Regions from separate parts of the Mus musculus genome. Here region 2 is linked to region 1. The links are chromatin contacts, called in public HiChIP or PLAC-seq maps. All regions are on one chromosome and are shown on one strand. Each heading gives the region's core, a stretch centred on a gene start, on an enhancer-like site or on the middle of the called end of the contact. The rest is flanking DNA. Distances are from core to core; before and after follow the strand shown.

What was found. HiChIP or PLAC-seq counts read pairs in DNA pulled down with a chosen protein or histone mark.
Region 2: an H3K27ac HiChIP or PLAC-seq map of the HPC-7 cell line shows a contact between it and region 1, with 7 times the contacts expected there. The contact joins two enhancer-like sites. A contact is called at or near these places in 1 of 15 datasets of contacts at CTCF or cohesin (large pre-B cells), 3 of 484 Hi-C or Micro-C datasets (CD8 T cells, the G1E-ER4 cell line and the HPC-7 cell line) and 4 of 115 datasets of contacts at active chromatin or transcription factors (the HPC-7 cell line, acute myeloid leukemia, bone marrow-derived dendritic cells and 1 more).

The regions. Positions count from the first base shown.
Region 1 is chr16:92,798,363-92,805,247 of GRCm38.p6, reverse strand. All of the region lies in intron 2 of Runx1 (runt related transcription factor 1), which reads left to right. Among named protein-coding and RNA genes, the nearest start is that of Runx1, 24 kb to the left of the region's middle. RefSeq lists enhancers at 3,364-3,598, 3,220-3,752. Within about 2 kb of position 3,492, at least 132 of the 459 cell types and tissues checked have an H3K27ac peak or open chromatin away from gene starts, as enhancers often do. A contact at or near this core is called in CD8 T cells, the G1E-ER4 cell line, the HPC-7 cell line and 1 more, where this site is marked.
Region 2 is chr16:93,150,207-93,157,091 of GRCm38.p6, reverse strand. No RefSeq gene overlaps it. Among named protein-coding and RNA genes, the nearest start is that of Gm30474, 22 kb to the right of the region's middle. Within about 2 kb of position 3,826, at least 83 of the 459 cell types and tissues checked have an H3K27ac peak or open chromatin away from gene starts, as enhancers often do. A contact at or near this core is called in CD8 T cells, the G1E-ER4 cell line, the HPC-7 cell line and 1 more, where this site is marked.

The DNA.
Region 1 (6,885 bases), core at 2,243-4,742:
CTGTCACAACTCAAGTGAGAGAGAGAGAGGAGAGGGAAGATATTAGCAACAAATGAGTAGGTGACGTCTAAAGATGCCACAACACACATTCAGTTCATGGGAAAACTCCAAACAAGAAACGTTCACGCCCAAAGGAGGACAAGGAAGAGAAATCCAACCTCATACAATCACCAGGATAACAGGGGAAAGATTTTATCCTTTATACTCCTCCAATTCCATTTCCTAGAAAGTATAACACACACACACACACACACACACACACACACACACACACACACACACACCTACCACCACTACCAGAATTGAGAAAGCAACTGGGTACATCTTAAGACCACAGCCCAATTCCCTGTAAAAAAAAAAAAAAATGCAACTACAGAACTTGAAAGGTCTCAGAAATGATGACAGCTGAGATGCTCAGCCCTTTGGGGGCCTGTTGTCTGTGGAAGGCAGACCTCAGCATTCTGAGGGGATCGTACTCCCTGTGTCCTGCAAAGAAGAGAACTGCCACCCTAAGCACAAGGACTGCAGGCTCTCATAGGGACTTCAAGGATCAGAGAAGCAAGAGATATAAGATGAGGCAGTCCAGCAGAAAGCCTTTAGAGACTGAGATCAAAGGCTGGAGGGACAAGATAAAGGGAAGGGAGGGGGTCCACGCTGCAGAGTCAGGGAGGGGTTGTGGATGACCAGATGACAAATGGGAATAGTCTTGCATTCCAAAAGAATGGGATTCCTACAGAAACCAAAAGATTCCCTTCAGGGGGGAAACTAAAGACCCAAGGACAGTGGACCCAAAAGAAGGAAGGGCCAGGGACACCTGGAAGTTTTCCTTAAAGAAGTAACCTGCATGGAAAGACTGGGCACACTGGCTTTCTCCAAGGCTCATCAGGTATCTCTCATGCACCTACCCAAAGAGTCATGAGCCAGTGTGGTCAAGCTGATATGCAAAATGAACACACTGTGCCTCAGAGTTCAGATGACAAGCCAAAACCATGGAAGGTTAAGAATGGAGCCCAAGACCACACGGCCAATTAAGCTCGCCATGTTGGGATTAAGTGGGGTATTTCTATTGCTTTCCCTAAAGTAGCTTACTCTGATTCAGTCATATATAAGCATGCCTTTATTCTGCCTAGCTACATGTAAGAGACTAAAAGCCCCTCTGACGAGCTTGGAAGTGAGGGTTTGGAATGCCCACCAGTCAAGCAGAAAACGGGGGAAGCCAAGAAGAGCAACAAGAGAAGAAGACTGTGGAAGAGGCCACCCAGGCCATCCACCATGGGAGGGTGAGAGTGTAGAGCAAACACCCACCATTTGATCTATGGAGGTGGTGAGTTGAAGCTAGAATATGTTGTAAAACATTGGAAGCCATTCTCTCTGTAATCCACACAGCTGACAGCTGAGCAGATCCACACTCCCCTCCCCCAGTCCCTTCCCCCATTCTCCTCCCCCACTCCCACTAACCACATAACCAGGTTCCTATGAAATGTTCCCCACTCGCTACCTCATTTTTCTTCTCAGCTTCTTCTGAAACCAAAGCCACGTAGGTAAGACTGTTAGCTCACTTAGCAGTCAAGAGCATCCGTAGATCTGCTGGGGTGGTCCACGCATGTGACTCTCTGCTACAAAATGACCTGCCATGCCAGCATGAAACTACCTATAACTGCCTTCCAGAACTTGCCATCTAGGTAGAGAGGCAAAGTTAGGCCCAAAACACTCTGTAAATAAAAAAAATTAACTCAGCAGGACATCAGCAATGCAAGAAAGGCATCAGACCAGGCCAGGGGCAACCTTGCCTGTGCTCAGAAGGCCACAGTAAAGTTGCTTGAACTTTTCATACCGCCGAGTCCTTGGCTTGACAGTACAAATTTCTACAGCTCACCTGAGAAACCCCAAGTCTGGGGGAGCCCGAAACTCAGTACCTTAATAGTCCTTGTAGCTTCCAAGGTCTTTGAATGACAGTCTGTAACAGGAAGCCCTGACTGTTTGTGGTGATGTCAAAATGGAATCTTGATGTAACTTCAGGCGTACACGGAGCATCTGGTAGTTTTTGTGTCTTCTCGCTGGTGAGCAGTCCAAACACAGTGGATTTCCTAGTCGGCTTCCTCAGTTCTCCACATAGGACACTGCTAATTATATGAAATTCAGGGTATTCATTTTTTTTAAAGTTCAGGCCACAGTGCTAGGCTTAATTTGAGAACAAGTTAAGCTTTGGGATCTAAAATTTGGAATCTAAATTCTGAGCCATTAACTACAACCCAGTTTCTGTAAAACTATGTCTGTGAAGATCCGCATGGAAGACACGTCTGCTTCCCGGGACAAACAGGGTTCTGGCTCGGCTGCACAGCTCGGAGTATTTTCTGTCAGATCCTACCATCTTTTGGATGAAAGACTGATCTGGGTTCTCCCGTTTCTGAAGGCGTTCCCAGCTAGGATTTTTAAAAAGATTTTATTATTGTGTGTGTGTGTGTGTGTGTGTGTGTGTGTGTGTGTGTGTGTGTGTGTGTGTGTGTGTGTTTGTGGATGTGTGTGTGCATGAATGTAGATATCTGTACTCCTGTGTGTCTGTATGTGTGGTGTGTGCATGAACGTATGTGTGTGTGTGTGTGTGTGTGCTTCATGTGTATGTGTGTTTCTGTGTATATATGTGTGTGTTTCTATGTCTGTGTGCGTGTACGTGCCTGTGTGAGGGCACATGTACTCTCGTGTCTTTATGTGACTGCAGATACCCTCAGAGGCCAGAAGTACCTAATTACTCTGGAGCTGGAGTTAGAGGCAGTCTTGGCTACCTGAGGTGGATGCTGGGAAGAGAACTCTGGTCCTCTGGAAGAACACTAAGCACTCTTCACAGCTGAGTCATCTCTCTAGCTGAGATTTTCAAATCCCTTCCCTGCTTCAAACTCCCGTTCCTTCTAGAACATAAAGAAACTCCATTTCCCATTAACAAAGTAGCTCTCATAAAACCAGGGAATAAATTCACACACACACTCTCCCATCCACTATATCCTTGTGCATCCTTAAGCATTTTCATGCTAACAGCCCTAGCACTTCCCATCTTAGGACTGGTTGGTCTGTGGACCAGAGGATCAGCACTTGGTGGCTCTCAAGTGTTCTGCACAGGCATTCAGAAGCAAGCTTCTCCATGCCCAAGCTGTCCATCCCCTTATAGTTGGAACTCTTAGCCTTGGGACCCATGCAGAGGTGGGGAGTCCATTTAAGTCTGGTGGGGGTGGGAGGTGTAAGTTCCACCCCCACCCTTCCTGACACGCTCCTGAACCCTGGCCACTGCACCTGCTAGGTTCTCACTTCTCTGGGAAGCATCTAGAAACAGGACCTCTCACCCACCCCTCCCGGCTGGGCTCTAGGGTGGGGCCCTCACTACCTCTTTTCTTCTCAAAGAGCCTGGGATGCTGACAGCCTCAGATGGAGGCATCCTGTTTGTCGAAAAATAAACCGGCAGTTGAAGCCGGGTTGCAAGAGCGAGAAAACCGCAGGCCTGCGCGCCACTGATAACGTGGGCAGCTTGCTTTTGCAGCAGTTCCTAGCTGCAGCGGCCCTGTGAAGGCCTGTGTCACCGCCTCCCTTCCTGTCTCCTCCTCACACCATCCCTCCATCGCTCCTTGCTGGCTCTACCAGCCACTTGCTGGACCCTTCAGCCACTGGGACCATTGCTTTCCATAAAAAACTCCTTAGTGCAGTGCAGAGCTGATCAGAGGGTAGCAGGGAACCCTGACGCCTGATGGGTTGCTGACACCTGGGGGGGGGGGGCGCTACGGGAGTCGGGGGAATGGCAAGGCTTGCAGACCCTGGTCTTGAACTAAACTGTCTTGAAAATGACACATTTGGAACCTAGAGTTCTTGTCTTTCTGCGTCATGGGCTATTGTGACCTGGTTTTAATAGAGGAGAGAGGGAGGGAGGCAGAGAAGGAGAAAGAGACAGAGACACGGAGGAAGACAGAGACAGGCAGAGACGGACAGAGAGACAGACAGACACAGACAGAGGCACACAGTCAGACAGAGACACACAGAAAGATGGGCACAGAGAGCTGAAATACCAGATTCAAAAGCAAAGGGGACACCAGAGTCCAGCATGGAGATAGTTTTCCTTCTTGGAGTCATGTGCCCTGGCCTGGTTCCACGATGTGAATAACTGCGTGCCCATCTTCCTTCCCCTTTCAGGGGGTATTAAAAGCTCTTCCCCATTTGCCTGTTATCAGATAAGCTAGGCAGATGAGAAGTCAGTGGGTAACCGCTGGTATGACCACAAACTCACTGGGAACCAAACAGCTTGACCCTCCGAAGCAGAGAGTGGTATTGAGAATCAACAGGAAAGCTGCCTTCTTGGCTCCATAGGACCTACTTCTCAAAGTAGTGACAGTCAGTGTGGTGGTTACAACCTATAATCCCGGCTTTGAGGAAGCTGAGGCAGGGGAATTGCAATGACTCTGAGGCTGTGGTGGACTACAAAGTGGACACAAACATACACACACATGCACACACATGTGCACACACACACACACATATATACACACACATATGCACACACACAACCACTTAAGTGGACATCTTATGTCACAGCAAATGGCATCTAAGAGCTGATGTTAAATCATCCAAGAAGGGGCCACTGAGCAACACATGATGGCATCCCCTTTATCGCCGAGGGCCTTCTGGATCCTGACACCTAAGTTAGAGTTTCAAGTTCACCTTTGCTATTCTAGAGAACACGGGGAAAAGACCACCAATACCCTTCATCACTGTCTGTGTGTATCTGATGAATAAAAAGCCAGATAAATATGTTCTTACAACAGAAGGGGGACCAGAGGGAGGGCAGTGAGGTAAGGGGATTTGGAGAGTGCTAGAGATAAATATGAGCAAAATACTATATACATATACATGCACACATACACATATACACATATACATATACATGTGTGTTTATATACATAGAAATGTCATCGTGAAACCTGCTATTTTTATGCTAACTAAAGATTAATAACAAAAACAAAATTAACAAGGTGGTTGGAGAGACGGCCCAGTGGTTAAGTGTGTGCTGCTCTTACAGCTCCCCGCACTCACCCAGCAGCGCACAACCGCCTGCAATTCATATCAGGGCACCAACGCCCTCTACTGGCCTCTTGATGCACTGCTCTCACAAGGTGCACAGACACATATGCTGGCACTCATTCATACACATAAAATAAAAGTACAGAAATCGTGGTTGGGGGGAGGAATCCAGCCTATTCTTAAGGGCTTCTAGAAAAGCCCTGTGATTTTCCCATCCCCTCCTCCAGGAAGGTCTTTAAAATGGACCTCAATTCTGCTGAGCAAGTCCCCTGAGTGGCTGGCGCTGTGCATGGCTCTCCTCTGTACATGTCTGTCCTTTGGTGTGTTTCTCCCCACGGCCTCACTCTGGAGTGGCTCTCCTCATCTAACTTCTGCTGAGATATCTGCACCTAGCCAGGATACCCAGGCATCTCTGTACAGTTGCTAGCACAGACACTGGTAATAAACAGCTTAACTTGACAATCCTGAAGGAGCAAGGATTCAGGCCAAAGAATGTCCGTGTCTTAGGGGTGGAGAGAGTGTGTCTCAGCTCTGTTGTCACATGAGATGGAGTCCACTGGGGAAACCCAGCTGTCTCGTGAGATGAGTGTAAGACGTGGGACATCCTGAAGGATGCTTGGATGCTTCAGGTAACACGGAGCCCAGTTGTAAGAACGCTAAGGAAGGGGTTGTCAGGGAGTGACCCAAACTATCTCATTACTGTTTTAACCATTTTCGTGAAAGAAGTCAAGTGGGCTTCCTTCCTGTGAAATGTTGTCATAAACATATGACAGTGTGTAGGCTGAGAGACTGATTATAAAGATATATGTCAGAGTTTCCACACTTCTAACTGTACCCTCCAACATCTTCTTCGGACAAGACACCATTCAGAAGGTGTCATTAGTGTAAAGACTCTGGGGTCTGCTCATCTGAGGTAACTTTTTGAGGTACTGAACTGATGAAAGGAGAGAAAATTCCCTTTCTTCTTTTAGGTTCCACCTGCTAGCCTCCAAAGACACTTGTCCTCTGTGGCTTCTGACTGTTCCTAAAGCTCAGCCCGGTCACTCCTCCTCTGAGCACGATAGACATTGCACAGAATATGGTCCATGCTATGAACTCCTAGTTAATATGGGTGCTTCTGCATCATGGGAGGAGAGTGTGGAGTTACAAAGTGACTGGGGTGAAGGTGGTCTTGTCAGACTGTGGTAGAGTATGTGTGCACTCAAAGGATTAGCTTCACTCTGGGTTGTGCCTAGCAAACAGAACAGAAAACAGAACAAACAGAACAAACAGAACAAACAGAACAAACAGAACAGAAAAGAAAGAATGCAGCCTGGCATAGCCGTAAGGATCTCTTCTCTTCTGAGGGATGCTCTCAAAGACTCCCATGATTCCCTGAAACCAATAGAGGGTCAGATTCTTCCTCCTGACAGCCTTAACCTACTAATTGCCACTCACCAGGCCATAACTGCCACAGTCTATGCAGGTGACAGGAAGCCTGGCATGGATCATGATAGGGCAGATCTTACTGAAAATGTTAGCAACCTCAGCATTCATTTTTCCCCCTTCTTGGTAGAGATCTGTCAGCTCCTGCTGGCTTCTCCATGATGTTTCTCACTATCAGACATCCCCACACTCATGCTTTGGGTCAATGTTAAGTAAAATAAAGCTTACTTTAATGAACATGAACACTGGAGTGTCACTAACGTTTATCTGATGACTGAGACGGGAGGGTAGCACACAACTCGTGGATACTCTGGACAAAGATGACTGATGGCCCAGGTGGGGGCTGCATCTGCTGATTCAGGCCATTTAGAGCTGTGCAAAGTTTAGATCTTATTTTAATTT
Region 2 (6,885 bases), core at 2,577-5,076, 350 kb before region 1:
ATGTATGAGCATCTGCAGAGGCAGAAGAGGTCATTGGGCCCCTTGGAGGTAGAGTTACAAGCGCTTGTGAGCCACAACCGACATGGGTGCTGTGCTGGGACTCAAACTCAGGTTCTCTGGAATAACAAATACTTTTAACTGTTGAATCTCTCCAGTCCCCAAAAAGGTTCATTTAAAAAAGATTTTCTAATTTTTAGAAATCATATATGTATATGCGAATGCAGATACCTACAGAGGCCAGAAAAGGCATCGGATTCCCTGGAGCTGGAGTAACACGTGGCTTAGGCCAGCTGACGTGGGTGCAAACAGCCAAGTTCATGTCTGCTATAACATCACCAAGCTTGCCCAACCACTGAGTTGACCACCTCAGTCCAGGGAACAGTTCTTCCACATGTTGATTATCAATTGTCTTCAACTCAAAATAAGCTTTTGCCCATGGGGCCATATTTGGAGGGGTATGCGATGGGCTGCTCACCTCATCTGATGTTTAGAAACAGAGATGTCCCCTTGGTTACAGAAAACACTGTTCCGCTGATGAACGTCTCATGCCCTCGATGGTGCCTGGGCTTGGACTAAGACCCTATTTCAGATTTCAGTGCTTTTTTTCTAACTCTTCCTCTCTTCAGAGTGGCCACTCAAAACTCCACCTCTGCAATGTGCTCCTCTTGGGGAGACCAAAGGATGAGTGGTCCAGCCACCCGGTTCTGAGGTCAGCTGCCCTGTGCCTGTCCCTTTAAGCAAATCTGTGCAGATGTGTTATTACCATCATCCCGAGCTCTGTCTGGCTTTAGTGGCAGATGAAGAACATGCTTTTCCTTCTCATAGCCTTCGTGTTCATCCCTTGCTGCCAAGTTTTGCTTCTCAGAGGCCTTGGAAGATTCGCAACAGAGACTTTTTAAATATGATATGAAGAGCAGCTGGGGGAAACGATGAATAGATGTGAGTTGTGGGTATGGAAACTGTTCTGTTCTGTGTGGGATCCAGTTTCTTCTGTGGGGACGAAAACAGATCACCTGCCCCGTGTTCTATGTGTGTAGGGTGATGTACGGGAACTAGAGGCCAGGATTCCAAGTCTACTTTGTTGTGACAATGCTCTGTTTTGTTCTGAGAACCATGTCCAATTGGTGGTATTATCATTTTGTAACTAAAAAAAAAAAAAAAGTCTTTCTGTCACTTAGGATATTTTTATGTGTTTTTCTCATTTCTATTTTCCTGCCCTTTAACACATTGTTATTTCCCTTTCTATGGCTGTCATGTGCATTTTATGTCACTAGTTGGCCTTAGTCACATTGTATCTGTCCCCCATTTCAGTGAAGCCTTTTGGGTTTCTATCATGTCCATATTTTGTTCTTGTTGACTAACTCTGATTTGGGACTATAATGTTCACTATATTTTATTCATAGACTTTTCTTCGTTGTGAATACCATTTAACAATTAAGTACGTTAAAATATCGGAACATGCATGTTTAGGGGTGTGGTATTACACATTGCACACTATTGGTAACTGAAAGGTCTCTTCCCCTAGTATTGTCAGCCCTTCCTAGACTGTGAACAACTTTCATGTTTTAGGAAGTAGAAGCGTTTTGAACCAACACTTGCCTACCAGGGTTTAGAAAGTTAACAAGGCCCATTGCCTTTGGCCTAGGGCACACATGGTAAATGAGATGAATTCCATGTCTGAGGGAAGAAAAGAAGGGAGAGAAATTAATGCACATAAGTAAAGAAAGAAAAACGGCCACTCTTCTTTTAGAGAAATTCTCTAGTCTAGGGAAGACCTTCACCTAGAAGAACTTCCTTGTCCTCCAGAGTCATCTTTTAGGGAACGGAAGTTAAAGGAGGTGTCCCAGGCTCTCTGAGGTTACGATCTCCTTGGCTTATTTCCAGTCCGTGGGGAGAGTTAACTGAGAAAGGCAGGCGTGCCGTGAGTGCCTTGTGGGTCTCAGCAGTGCACTGGATCTGTCTTCTGACAGCCATAGTTGAGCAGTGAGCCTGTCCAGTGTGAGAGGTGGTTTGTTCTTTTGTATGATCTAGGGGCTGAAGAACCACAGGCTGCCGTAGTCATAGGGCCAGAGCCTGGAGTTGCAAAGCAGCAACTCCATCCAGGGGAAGGCAGATGCTAGCTCTCAGGGCAGCCTGCTCTTGGTGGCCATATTGAAAACCAGATGGGGAAGTGATAAGGCCCAGCATTGTACAGCTGATTGGACTGCTGTCATTGTTCATCCTCACAAATATCATCTACAAGTAACAATAGGAACCAATAGTTTTTGTGGGGTTTTACTTTTTTTTTAAATGATGGCCTAGGGATAGATCACGGTATTTGAGTAATGGACTAGCATGTGTAAAACCCAAGGTTTGCTTCACATGCACACACACATACACACACACACACACACACACACCTACTCAATATGGATATTTTAGGTGGTTGTTTCTTCAAATGTTTTGTTGTACAACTGAAATCCTTTTGAGGGTGTCATAACTTACTGCTTCTGCTTGGCTTAGAAAAAGTCACATGAAAGAGTCAGACAACCTTTCATACACTGAAGTCCCTGCGGTGAGATTAAATAGTAGATGGCTGGTTACATATAAATTGCTGGTTAATTTTTCAGTACAAGTATGTCCGTGTATTGCTTGGGATATAGCAAGATGTAGTTCAATATTTCTCTCAAATTTAAATTCGAGTGAGTGTACCATGTCTTTATTTGCGTAAGCTGGGTAACTCTGAACTAGAAAAAAATATATAGTACAACAGAGTTGCTCGGTCTTTGATAAATACATGCTTGCACTCATTGTACGGTAGCCATTTCTTTTCCGTGAGCTTTCTTTTGAGGATTTGAGTTGCTCTGATGACTCCTAGCATGGTTGCTGTGCTTGACTGGGGGGTGCTCCCATTTTGACTTGTGTGCAGATCAGTCAGGCCTCTTGGTAAACTCCAGGTCTGAATTCAGTGGGGCTGGGCGGGCCTGGGCTGGGTGGGGCTGGGCTGGGCTGGCATTTAAGCAGCTCTGGGAGATCTGGAAGTTGGATGATTTAGAACACACCAAATCGCACCTAGATGCACATTCTCATTTTCAACTGAATAGGAACGAAGCTATGCAACCCTCACCAACATTTCTCCTTCATACTTTGTTTTATCTGTGCATACTTTACAACAGTGTGTGTGTGTGTGTGTGTGTGTGTGTGTGTGTGTGTGTTAATGGAACACATCTGTTTGAGACTGTGAGAACGTTCTGGAAAAGCGCATGTGACTGATTCCCAGATCTGATCATTAGCTCACTCATCCTTCCGTCCTTCTGGAAGGTCCAGAAGCGTCGCTACAAAAGTCACGTGGGTGTACTTGGTTAACAGGCCATCCTGGGAGCCAATCCTAGAGCATGTCTGTTCCCAAGCACGAGAAGGCGGCTGGGAGCGAAGCCTGTTAGGGAAGAGCATGCTGAACTGATTTCCACATTTGCAGAGAAGGGCCCAGAAAGGCTTTTAGAAATGAAAATCCCAGAATAACCACTGAAGATTTTGCTTGCCTGGTATTTGGAGTCTGGGTCTAGCCAGACCCTGTGAGGGGAGGTGCAATGATTGTCACATCGGGGCAGAGCGGGCACACCCTACCGTTGCTCCTGTCTAATTTCCATCACCTGGCCAACTGGCAGCCAGCGCCTTCTCTTCACCAGCTGAAGGGATTAAGTCATCTAGTATTAGAAGTACCCTGTCTGCTCATGACCCCCTGAGACTAACAGGACTGGGAGTCAGGCAGCCAAAGAGGTGTTGACAGGGTGAGTGTCTGCCTCTTCTACAGTGTCTGTTGTGGCTTCAGTGTCAGACACGGGGCAGACAGGGAGGGGGAGGAAGCTGGCACCGGGGAGCAGGGGACGGGAAGGGAAAAACTGTCAGCCCAGACTCCTCCGGCAGATGCTTAACTCTTTAAAAACCTTGTCTTCAGTGGCTCTGAGAAAGGAGTGGGCCACAAGATGAAGCAGATGTTGTCCTAGGAGAGAGCTGAGTGGCAGCTCATAGTAGACGTTTCTGTGGTGAGAGTGCAACCCTTTCCCTTTCAGCAAGTCCTGGTACCCCACTAGGAACCCGGAGCATTTCCGGTTCCTCTGAAGATACAGCTCCCCACCGGATCAGAGAGCACGTGTCAGAAGGACGGTTGGAAAGCTCTCTCTGTGGTTAGAAGACTCGGCCATATCAAGGCCTGTTTCTGATTTTGATAAGTGCACCTGGCTTATGAAAGAGAGCATCCTTCTTGGGAAATACACATTAGGGTGGTCAGGAAGGAGAGAACTGTCTGCTGCGACAGTTCACAAGATAGCAAATGAAAAGTAACAACTGAGAAATCAAGTCCAGAGAGAAAATAGTCTCTATCACCAGGAAGTTATTTCCAAATAGAGCTTTAAAAATAAGTAATAGCACCCCACCCCCCCACCCCCCGCCAAGTTTCTGCTATGCCATGAGGTCTCTTACCACATTCTCTCTGGAATTGAGGGCAATTCCATCCCCAGAGTCTGTCCTGAGCAGGATTTGATGTCATTATTCCCAAGAAGCTGATAAGCCCCATGGGAAGGGACTAGCTCTCTGAGTTTCAGAACCAGACAGAAAGCGGTGTGTGTGTGTGTGCGCGCGCGTGCGTGTGTTTCTATGTGTGTGTGTAGGTGTAGAAAGCTGTGTGTGTATACATATGTATACATGTATGTATGTGTGCAGTTATGTATATTTGTGTATATACGCATGTGTGTATGTGTATGTACACACATGTGTGGGTGTGTGTATACATGTGTGGGTATGTGTACACACATGTGCATGTGTGTGCATGCATGCATGTGCTTATATGTGTGTGCATACACATGTGTATATATGTGTACACAGGTGTGCATGTGTGTATATGTGCATATACATGTGTGCATGTGTGTGTGTGTGTGTGCATGTATGTATACATGGACATATGTCACATGTGTGTGGAGGTCAGAGGACAGCCATAGGTGCTGTTCCACATGCACAATCCACCTTCTCCTTTGAATTTTTGAAACAGGTTCTCTCATTAGTCTGAAGTTTGCCAAGAAGACAAGGCTGGGTGGCCAAGGCACCCTGGGGATCTGCCAATCTCCATGTCCCCCTTCCCCCAGTGTAGGGATTACAAGTTTGCACCACCACATTCAGCTCCTTAACAGTGGGTTCTGGGGATCGAACCCCGGTCCTCATGCTTGCTGTGCAAGCACCTACTCAGCTTTCACTTAGCTGTGACTGGCTATAAAATGCCAAAGTCTTGAGATGGCTCAGGGGTTAAGAGCATTGGCTTTTCTTCCAGAGGTTCTGAGTTCAATTCCCAGCAACTACACACTGGTGCACAACCATCTGCATGGGATCTGATGCTCTCTTCTGGTGTGTACTCACATAAGTAAAATAAATATATCTTTTGGTTTTTAAATGATAAAATCTCTAGCAATATATAGCTGACAGAATCATGTGAACTGGCCCTGTGGACCTGCTGGAGGCTCCGTGTCTTCTGGCCTTTCTCAGCTTTCCTGGGTTCAGAATAAAGCATGCTCGCAGTTGGTTGGTTCCAGAAGGTGGAGTTCTGAGCTGGCAGGGAGTGACAGATGACCCGGCTACTTGCATGTGTCATGAAGCAGCAGAAAGCGAGTGACACCAGTTTGAAGCAGCGTGTTCCTTTCTCACGGTCCCAACAGAGGGAATCTTAGTCCCACTCTTTCCGTGCGAGGATTCTTGAGAACTCTTGGTTCAGTTTCTCACTCAATTTATTAATTTCCCCTTCGAGTGTTAAGAATCAATGTAAATAACACATTTAAAAGTCTATAATGCCGGGCGTGGTGGCGCACGCCTTTAATCCCAGTACTCAGGAGGCAGAGGCAGGCGGATTTCTGAGTTCATGGCCAGCCTGGTCTACAAAGTGAGTTCCGGGACAGCCAGGACTACACAGAGAAACCCTGTCTCGAAAAACCAAAAAAAAAAAAAAAAAAAAGTCTATAAAACTAACTAGTCAAGGTATTCTCTGAAGTGGTTTCAGTACAGGGCAAATAGCCCCCCCCCCCCATGCTCTTACTGCCCCACGCTGTCTTTCAAAAATGACTTTTAAATCCTTATTCACCAGGACTGAGGTGCTTGAAAAAAACAACCATTTGGAACTTTTTTTTTTAACTTCAGACTTGTATATGAACACATAAGACACTCGATAAGAAGCTCGATGGCTGTCGTTTCTCTGGGGTAGAAAAATGTTAGCTTGTATTTAGGACTTTTTTTTTTTTTTGAATTGCTAGTTGTCGGTTTAGAGAATTTATTTTCTCCACTTAGATGGATTCCTTTCTGCCCTGTGATTCATAAGTCTCCTCGCAGCCTGCTGCTTGTTATGTCTGCCCTGCACGATTAGTCACCGGTTCAGGGGGTGCTCTATTTTCCCTTCCCGATCTGCACCACAATGCATCTTCTTCAGTAAGAAGTCATTTGCTGTTTCCAGCCACATCCTAGCTCCCCGTTCCTATTTGGACAGGAGCGGGCAGGGCTGCCTCTGATGGCTGGTGCGGACACGCACAGCCTTCTTGTGCGAAGACAAACTAGACGCTGAAAGGCAGGGTTGAGTGGGGAGGGGCCGGAGCATCTCAGAGCATTAAATAGCTTTCTGAGTGAGAACACTTCGTGATGTAAGTGTATTCTTGAGAACGCACTGCTTGGCGGTGAGATTACTTAGGCGTGGAATGCCATCATCCCGGCTACCATCTCCATAAAGAGTTCCTTAGCTTAGAGGACTCATCTTCAGAGACCATGCTTATTGGAATTCAGAGATAGTGTCTCCTGGGGTGCTCTGAAGTGAAGCTGTGTTCTGGTCACTCCAGAGCCTCTCCAAATGGCCGTGATCTCCAGAGCTTTCTCTGA